Linked DNA regions of Mus musculus: all the other regions are linked to region 3. The links are chromatin contacts, called in public promoter capture Hi-C maps. All regions are on one chromosome and are shown on one strand. The core of a region is the stretch at or near the end of the contact, and the rest is flanking DNA. Distances in the headings are between cores, read along the strand shown. Region 1 holds the start of Cdk2ap2 (CDK2-associated protein 2). Region 2 holds the start of Tcirg1 (T cell, immune regulator 1, ATPase, H+ transporting, lysosomal V0 protein A3). Region 3 holds the start of Ppp2r5b (protein phosphatase 2, regulatory subunit B', beta).

Region 1 (2,904 bases), core at 80-2,579, 2.1 Mb after region 3:
GACACAGGACAGGAAGCCCAGGATAGGAAGCAACTTGGGGCGCGAAGGCCAGGGAGAAGCAGGCGCTCTGCAGTGGCCAGAAAGGTCCCGGCGAGGAGGTCAAGGTGCTTCCTGTTACGTGCGGGCATTGCGTTCTGTCTCTGCCAAGCACTCTCTGACTAGTGCCCGAGCGTGGATGATGCCTGGGGTGCGGTGAGGATGGGGAAGTAATAAACAGGGCCCCAGAAACAGTCCACAGCCACCCTTCAGAGCAGACACTCCCCCACCGCTCCATGGTTCAGCAAGAGCACCTCTAATCTAATGAGGATGGATGGGATTAAGGGTTGGCTAATCCGAGTTCCCAGGCACCTTCTTGGAAACAGACTCATTTGAAAATGGAAAAGTTCATTTAAAACCCCTCCTTAGGTACACGTTCTGTTCCAATCGAGGCTGGCCCAAATGTCCTGTCCTGACTCTAGATATCCTCCATCCTTACTGAACTGTCTTAAAGTTCAGTGTCTGTGTCCTGGGCAGAGCAAGGGCAGGCCTGTGGCTTCACTTACCTCTCTTCAGGCGCTCCATGGCACTCTTGCTACCAGCATAGGTGGGCCGGATCTCTTTGCCCATCTCCTCTATGACAGACAGCAGGTCCGTGTAGGTGCTCTGAGAGCCCTGGGAACCAGGTGGCTTCATCGCCTGTGTCAAAAGAAAATACAGACGTGATCTCAGACCCCGAGGGGATCTCCTGTCCTCAGCCATAAGCAAGCTCTTGGCCACACTCACCTGTACATACCCCATGGAGGGCGGACCAAAGTCGTTAAACAGCGGTCTGAAAGGTGCGGCAGCTCCTGGCACTGAGCCCGATGGCGATGGGACACTCCCGGCTGCAACGACACCAGCAAGAGGTCAGAGTGTGACAAGGGCCTCGTCACAGATTTCCAAGCCCAGGACTGTTCCCTTGACTAACCTCCAACGGCATGCTTCTTCATTCCACTCTGAACAACTTCGGAGACACACTCCTCCCCCCTGCGCTCCACCTACAAGCTCTACGTGACCACGCCCACTTCTCAGGCCAGCAAACTGAGGCTGAGCCAGGCTCGTCTAGCAGGCCCCGGATTGCAAAACTCGAGCGGTTTCTCTCCAAGACCTCGACTGCCCGGACAAGGCGAACAAGGATGGAGTTGGAGCCTCACCTGTAGGGACCGGGGTGCCTGGCCCGGGGGTGCTGGAGCCCGGGGTACTGCTGGGGGCGGGCGCGATAGGTTTGTAGGACATCCCAACTCCTCAGTGCGGCGGCCGCCAGCCGGCCGCTCCTCTGGGGTTGGCTGTCCGGCAGCTCAGCCGCACTCTGATTGGCAAGCGAGCTGCACGCCCCTGGTAAATAGAGCTCCGGCCGGAAGGGTGGGCGGGCACGATCGGTCCTCACTCTCGATTGGCGCGCTCAGCTGTCACTCGAGCCTCCTCATTGGCTGAATCTTGCCCCCGCAGGGCGCAACCGCTGCCGATTGGCCTCCACCTTCCGGACCTCGCACCTGTCTGCCCCGGATTGGGCGGTGACAGTCGTCCTCCTCAATTGGCGAGTTCGGGGCCCGGGGCCGGCGCGCTTTCAATCCGATTAGTCCCGAGGTCCAAGAGGCGGGGCCTCGGCAGCGGGCCAGTCTGGTCCCCGCGGTTTGCTCCGGTGGTGTGTGGCGGGCCGCCGAACACACTTCGTCCTCACCGCTTCGCGACTTCCCTCCGCTCAGAACTCCCAAGGCCACGGCTCCCACAGTGTGAGCACTCCGCCCTACCCCGAGCGTTTTACGTCACCTTTCACTGGTTCCGTGTCCCCCCCCCTTCGGCTGTGCGCATGTGCGCGCCTCAGGCCTGTATTTGTTCCCATGGCAACGGTTCCCTCACCAAAGTCATTACCAAGCTCCTTCTCTGGATTGGTTTGAATCTTCGGTCTAGGCAGGTGGGTCCAAGGCAGCCAACGACGCTGCTCGACACTGAACCCTAAGTCCCCTACTCTCTCCACAGACAATGATAGAGCATCATAGATCAAGAATTGCGTTAGGTCAAGTCAGGACCCTGGTCAAGACCCTTGGCTGGAATCTCAACACCTCATTAATGGTTTCCTCCTGGACTCTTTTTGGCGGGTGGGATGAGATTGAGACAAGGTCTCAAGTAGCCCAGTCAGAACTCGAACTCTCCGGGTAGGGGAGGGTGACCTTGAATTCCTGATGCTCTTGTCTCGGAAATGCTAAAGGATTACAGTCACACGCCAGTTTCTTGCCCTAATAGGTTTCCGTTTTCTCATGAAACATGAAGACAGTAATACCTGGAAAGTAAACTTGGAAGTGGGTAGAGAAATAGAGATGAGAGCCAGCCCCATATGGGTTGAAGCATGGTTGATTATTGTTCTGACGTCATTAATGAAACTCCCACCTGGGTCTGGCCATCTAGTTCCTATTTCCTTGAAATCAATTCACTTTAAAATTAAAATAAAACTATTTTATGTATACGAGTGTTTTGTCTGCATATATGTCTGCAGAACTGCTGCTTTAGCCCTCAACTCACTTTTTAAAAAAGCGACTGCAGAGATGGCTTAGCAGGTAAGAGGACAGGCTGCTCCTCCAGAGGACCCAGGTTAGAATTCTAAGCATTTACATAAAGTGCCTCAGAACCATCTGTAACTGCATTTCCAGGGGGCCCAATATCTCTTTCTGTTCTCAGTGGGCACCTAGCAAGCAGGTAGTACACAAACGTACAGTCAGAGAAAACACCCTAGACTTTTTTTTTTTTTTTTTTTCTGAGAAAGGGTCTCACTATCTAGCTCTAGCTAACCTGGAACTCAATATGTAGGCCAGGCTGGCCTTAAACTCACAGAGATCCTCTCTCTTCTTCCTGAATGCTTTGATTGAAGGCATGCACTACCACTCCCAG
Region 2 (3,009 bases), core at 139-2,638, 2.3 Mb after region 3:
ATCGCTACAGTTTGGACTTGGATCCTTTCCAGGCTCTGCTTGAGTCCATCAAGAGCCTCAGGAGGAGGCTGAGTAGGAAGGAGGCTGAGTAAATGAGTTATTCTTATCCTGAGATTGCACAGAAAAGCTTAGTGTGGCCACATGTCTGTGACCCTCTGCTGGAGGATGGAGTCAAGTGGATCCCAGAGTCCCTGGCTAGCCAAACTTAATCAAAATGGCAAGTTTCAGGTTCAGTGAGAGAGACTGGCTCAAAAACTGAGTGCAACAGGTGGCCAACTGAGGAAAATTCCTGCTGCTCACCTCAGGCCTCCATGGGTGCCTGCACGGGGAGTGTAGCCGCACACTTGCACCCAACATCCCTAAGGTCAGGGTGTCCTTTGGGGAACAGGAAGCTTGCTAGGGGGTGACAGTCACAAGGGAATGACATAGGTCCTGCTGCCTCTGAGCTGGCCTTGCCTCTGGCTACTACATCCCCTTTGCCCACTAAGTTCTCTGACTCCTCCCAAGTGTGGGTGTTATACTTGTTACCGTTTCAGACACCGCCCTCACCTCTACCCCGACCCTGTGTGGGCACACACACATTGTGTGTGTGGGGGGGGGGACGGGACTGCTGCTAGCTTGGTTCTCCTATTCTTATGTACACTTCTACTGTATTCACAACTACAGCTTTATGGCCCGTCTGTTGTCTGTTCCCCCACAGTGAAGAGCACTGGCTTGTGCCCCCTGGTACACTTGTGTGAGGGTCCTCACCAAGTCACCTCAGACCCATGTCATACCTGTTTTCTGGGGATACCTACCCACTTCGACTCAGTTTTCAGGTTGCCTTAGGCTTCCATTCTATACTCCCCCCACACATTAGAGCCCTTGTTTATTGAATGGGGCTCAAGGGTCAGCACAGCTGAGGGGCCCCTTGTCCCTCTGGTCCCCATTGGGTACAGTCCAGCCTGTCCAAAGTACAGGCAGCTGAATGGTCCTGAATCCCAGTTTCCATACCTCAAGGGCTAGGAAGGAGGTTGAGGCACTTCTGGAGTCTCCAGGCTCCTGGGTCAAGTTCCTCCGCAGAGACTGGCCCAACCAACACCCTGCTGCCAGTGGAGAGGGGCCCATAGCGTGGGCCCACCCTTACCCAGCATAGTCTGAGCTGGGTGAGGTTGGGTAGCAGCCGATCTTGCACAATAGCGAAGTAGCTTGAAGCAGATTGTACGTACTAGGAAGGTGAAGGTGGCCTATCCTTAAGGTCCTACCTGTCATCTCCCGATTATCGGGATTTTTTTGTCGGTTATCTCCCGATTCCCGGGATTAAACGATTCCGGGGCGTCCAGACACCGCCCTCACCCCCACCCCCACCCCGCGCCCGAACTCAGTGGGGGGCGGGACAGGGCGGGCAGTGGGCAGGCCGTCACAGGCCACACCCACTCCGGTATTTCGAAGCTGGAGTGAGCTGCACTGGCCGGAGGGCGGGCTCAGATCCTAAGCCGAAGTTGAGCGAAGAGTCCACCTGGGTGAGTGTCCTGCTAAACTGAGGAACCCCAGCCCTGCCTACCAACTGCTTCTTCCTCCGCCTGGACAAGGGTCCAGGCGCCCTGCCCGACTCCGGGTGGAGGCAACTCAGAGGCCACGCGACCGTGTCAGGCAGTCTGGGATGCAGGCAGGCCGCAAGGAGAAGCAGAGGATAGGTTGCTAGCTCCGGGAAACTTCAGAGCCTGAGCTCATGGAGGCCCCTGCTGCGTCTGGCTCTGAACGAGGGACCCATTCTACAGATGAGGAAACGGAAGCCATCCTACTAGGAAGTGGCCGGGCTCAAGGCAGACTCCAGCCCCTCTCCTCATCCTCCGAAGAGCAGGGTCTGGGAGAAAAGGCAGGGGTTGAAGGAAGACTAGGAAAGGGGGTGCAGGAGTAAGGCAGAACACCGGGGCCTCAGGGGAAGGCCAGATCGCGAGTGGTGTGTGTGGGTCTAGCTCGCAGATTACAGGACAGGACCTAGTAACAAAATCAAGGTATGTAATGTGGACTGTCTGCAGGGAGCATGGGGGAACTTCCGTTTGTCTTGCATGTACATGTCTAGCATCCCTTGGCTGGAGCACCCGAGTGCTGGTGGTTATGGCGCTGGGACTAGGCAGGATGTGCCAAGTCAGAGCAGCGTCCCTCTGTCTGGGACAGACCCCTCTGTGGTGTGGTTCTAGTTGGCCATGTGACCTTAGACTTCACCTTACTCCACCTGGGTTGGCCCATTTATAAATTAAGGCCAGGATAGGAGGAGTGGTGGTAGCACAAGCCTTTAATCCCAGCACTCAGGAGGCAGAGGTGGGCTGATCTCTGAGTTCAAGGCCAGTCTGATCCCCAGAGCCAGTTCCAGGACAGTCAAGGCTACACAGAGAAATCCTTTCTTGAAAAACGGACAAACAAAAAAATCGTAAGGCTGGGTTGTCCACTAGGAATTGGGGGGAAGGGGTGTTTATAGAAAGAAGTAAGATGTGGGGAGTCTGATTTTTCGTTTATCTCCTCACTCACATCTTTCCTGCCAGGGGTGGCCAATTCAATCAAAGAGGAAACAGGCCCAGAGAGGGCAAGTGACTTACCCAGTGTCACATAGCTGCTTACAATTTGGGGAGGACCCTAGAGACTTAGTCCCTGGCTCTGTGCACCCAGCCCTCCCTGCTCACCCCTGCCTGTGCAGGGCCTGGCTCTTCTGAAGCCCTTGACTACCATCTGAATTCTTTCCTTTCCCAAGCTGGGGACAGGACTGTGGTTTCCCCTTAAGTAAACCAGACCTAGGGAGGAAGTGGTCTGCTGGGCAGACCCAGGCAGTAAGCTGGGCCCATTAGTATCTGAAGTTCCTCTCGATGTGTGTCCCCACTTGTGACCTCCAGCCCTCAACGCCAGTTTAAGAGCTGAGGAAACGGTGTCCCCAAGATCCTGAACCTGAAGAGCAGTAGCTACCAAGGAGCAGGCAGTGGCCCCAGGGAGAGTGTTGGCTTTTGGCTGGGCATCTGCAGGGCAGTTGAAGAG
Region 3 (2,775 bases), core at 156-2,655:
CAGCCTGGCCTGAACACTGCAGCCGAGAGTCTGTGGAGAGCACTACCTTGTCACAGGCAGCAAGGCGTCCCTCCTGCCTTGGCCTCTGGGTTCTGGTCTGGCGGGAAGAGGCTCTGTGGGTCTGGCTTTCCCGGCTTATTATTAGGGAGTAAGGGGGAGGGAAGCCATGTCTGAGCCCTGGAGGTGGGCCAAGTGGTAGTTTAGGGGTTCCTGTTCTGTCTGGCAGGTGAAGAACAGAGCAAAACGGGAAGTGAAGATCTGCTATCTCTGAGCAAAGGGAGTACTGTCTCTGGGTAGCCATCGCTTGATCTGGGTACCCATCCATTGAGGTGCTAGACTCTAGAACAGTGTCCTCGATACAGGCTTTGGCTGTTTGTTGCTCTAAGGTGGGCACTTCTTAGGTAAACAGACTTCTTTTGCAGCACTAAGTGATCACCAGGGTCCATAAATGGGTGGGGCCAAAAAGCACCCCAATTCCCCCAACCTCATTGCTCTCTCTCTCCTGCTGCTCAGCAAGGACCAGTTTGTCACCTAGGTAAAACTTCAGGATAAAGGTCTCACAGTCATTGTAGGGAATAGAGTGTTGGCGACCAGGTACTATGAAGGGAGCCCGGGACTGCAGGCTGGGAACTTTTGGCCAGAATGCCAAACTCTTGGAATACAGCTGAGCCTTTGATACCCAGCAATGGGGTTTTGATCAAGAACTCCCCACTCTCCAAGGCACATCTTGGCACCAGAGGAGCTGGGAGGTACTGTGCCTTAGGATGGGGGCAGCTCCAGGGTAGCACCTTCTGCCCTCCTTGCTTTGGCATCCCAGGGCTGTCCCTTTAAACTACAGACCATGATGTCACCATGGACAGTAAGTGACAGGAGGGGCACTGCAGGCCGGGAGAATGGACTTCATTTCCCAAGAGCCTCTAGTGAACCACACCCCTCCCAGCAGGCGCTAACGCAAACCCGACTGTTAACCCCTCCAACGCCGGATGCAAGGGGTTTTGTAAGTGTCCGGCTTCAATCTGGGCTGAGTATGAGGAGAGAGGATGGCCTGAGGGACAGATGGCTCAGACCAAATTGTGGGCCTGGCACATCATGCTAGGTAGGACTCTGTCTTGCATTAGCAGGTTCCAACACCGAGTCCTTTTCTTTCCCTACACAGTGTCCCTTCCAGAATTCGGGAGTCCAGTTCTGAGCTGGACTCTGCCCCAGTCTGCTTGCAGGTTTTAAAATCCTCAGCTTTTCTCGGAAGTACTGAGTTCCTCCCCTAGCTCCGAGGTTACCCGTAAAGTTCGGTTGCTTCCTTTAAGCAGGGTGGGGACTACATTTCCCAGAGGCCCCGAGTCCTCCCTGACGCAGCCCCCCCTAGCGGAGGGAGGTGCGGGCCGGGAGGGGGGGAGGTGACTTGATGTCATCCTGAGCAGCTGGGCGGCGGGTGCCGGTGCGCAGCGAGCCGGGGCTCCCGCTGCGCTGCACCGCGCTGATCTGAGTCCCGGGATATCTGCCGAGGGTCGCGTGCTGCCGGGGCCCAGCCCAGAGCCCACCGAGTGCCCGACCCCTTTTGGGGCTGAGCTGGGGGCATGCTCCAGCACCCCCAGAGCCTGGGAGCGAACCCAGGAGCGCCGCCGCCCAGCCCCAGCGCCCCGAGCGGCAGAACCACCGCTAAGGACCCTTGAACCGTCGTCTCTTCCACCGAGGCAACCTCTAGGGTCGGCGACCAAAGTCTGGGTTTCTGAGAAGTGAGTGTGTACCCCAATACCACATTGAGGTTTGGAGACCAGGAAGGAGCGGGATATGAGGAGAGATGCTAGGGTCTGAAAGGGGGTGCACGAGAACAGGACCCTCATTTTTTGGGTGAGTGCACTGAGACAGGAGACATTAGTGGAGCTGGAGTCACACTGCTGTAAGGATCTGGGGATGCTAATAGAGTCCCCATCCTGAGTAGTAGCCATAGGCCGTATTTGGGGAGGGGCTACTTTAGAGCTTGGGCCTGGAAGAAGGGAGGGGCATGGTTGCGCCCTTGTTTTGGGGTCTAGCGAGGGAAGGAGGGAAAAGAAGTAAGGGAGCAACTGCACCACGCGGGCTGTCTTTGGAAAGAACCGACCTGCTCTCTGTGTCTCTCCTGCTGACCTTTCTAACCTGACTTCTCAGAAGAGCCAGCGTGGGAACCCTGACTGGAACTCTTCTGGATCCCCAGGAAAGACCTGAGCCATTGCCTTTCTACCTTACCTGCCCCCCCAGGACTGGGCAGTTGCCAGAGGCCCTGGGGGGGTCAGGACTGTGGCCGTGCCTCCCCCACCCCCTGAAACATGCTGGACAGGATGGGTCCCAGTTAGTGTGTGTGGCCTCATTCAACTTACTCCAGACCCACAAGGAGCCCCCTGGGCTCTGAAAGATTGACCCGTGTTGTCCACTGGCCATGGAGACGAAGCTGCCCCCTGCGAGCACCCCCACAAGCCCCTCCTCCCCAGGGCTGTCTCCAGTGCCACCACCAGACAAGGTGGATGGCTTCTCCCGCAGGTCCCTCCGCAGGGCCCGGCCCCGTCGCTCACACAGCTCTTCTCAGTTCCGCTATCAGAGCAACCAGCAAGAGCTCACTCCACTGCCCCTGCTCAAAGGTGAGCTGTTGTTGGTTGCCAGGGTACCCAGAAGGAAGCAAGGTAGGGGAGGACCAAGGGAGAAGCAGAGGTCTGGTAGAGTTTGGATCTCTTTTAGGCTAGGAACTCCACTGGAACTGACCCCCAATCTCCAGGCCTCTGCTGACGCATGGCCTGACTGGCC

The links. Capture Hi-C pulls out chosen DNA fragments and counts their contacts.
Region 1: a promoter capture Hi-C map of adipose tissue shows a contact between it and region 3, with 3 times the contacts expected there. A contact is called at or near these places in 1 of 39 promoter capture datasets (liver), 1 of 130 datasets of targeted methods (astrocytes) and 2 of 9 other capture datasets (adipose tissue and liver).
Region 2: a contact with region 3 is called in a promoter capture Hi-C map of adipose tissue, with 2.5 times the contacts expected there. A contact is called at or near these places in 1 of 130 datasets of targeted methods (bone marrow-derived dendritic cells) and 2 of 9 other capture datasets (adipose tissue and liver).

Annotation. Positions count from the first base shown.
Region 1 is chr19:4,095,776-4,098,679 of GRCm38.p6, reverse strand. It overlaps Cdk2ap2 (CDK2-associated protein 2), which reads right to left and starts at 1,329. Exons shown (of 4, transcript NM_026373.4): 1 at 1,173-1,329; 2 at 763-863; 3 at 543-675; 4 at 1-182. The coding sequence starts at 1,254. The coding sequence ends at 115.
Region 2 is chr19:3,905,512-3,908,520 of GRCm38.p6, reverse strand. Tcirg1 (T cell, immune regulator 1, ATPase, H+ transporting, lysosomal V0 protein A3) reads left to right here and starts at 1,388. Exons shown (of 20, transcript NM_001136091.2): 1 at 1,388-1,502.
Region 3 is chr19:6,234,470-6,237,244 of GRCm38.p6, reverse strand. It overlaps Ppp2r5b (protein phosphatase 2, regulatory subunit B', beta), which reads left to right and starts at 1,405. Exons shown (of 14, transcript NM_198168.3): 1 at 1,405-1,733; 2 at 2,146-2,612. The coding sequence starts at 2,414.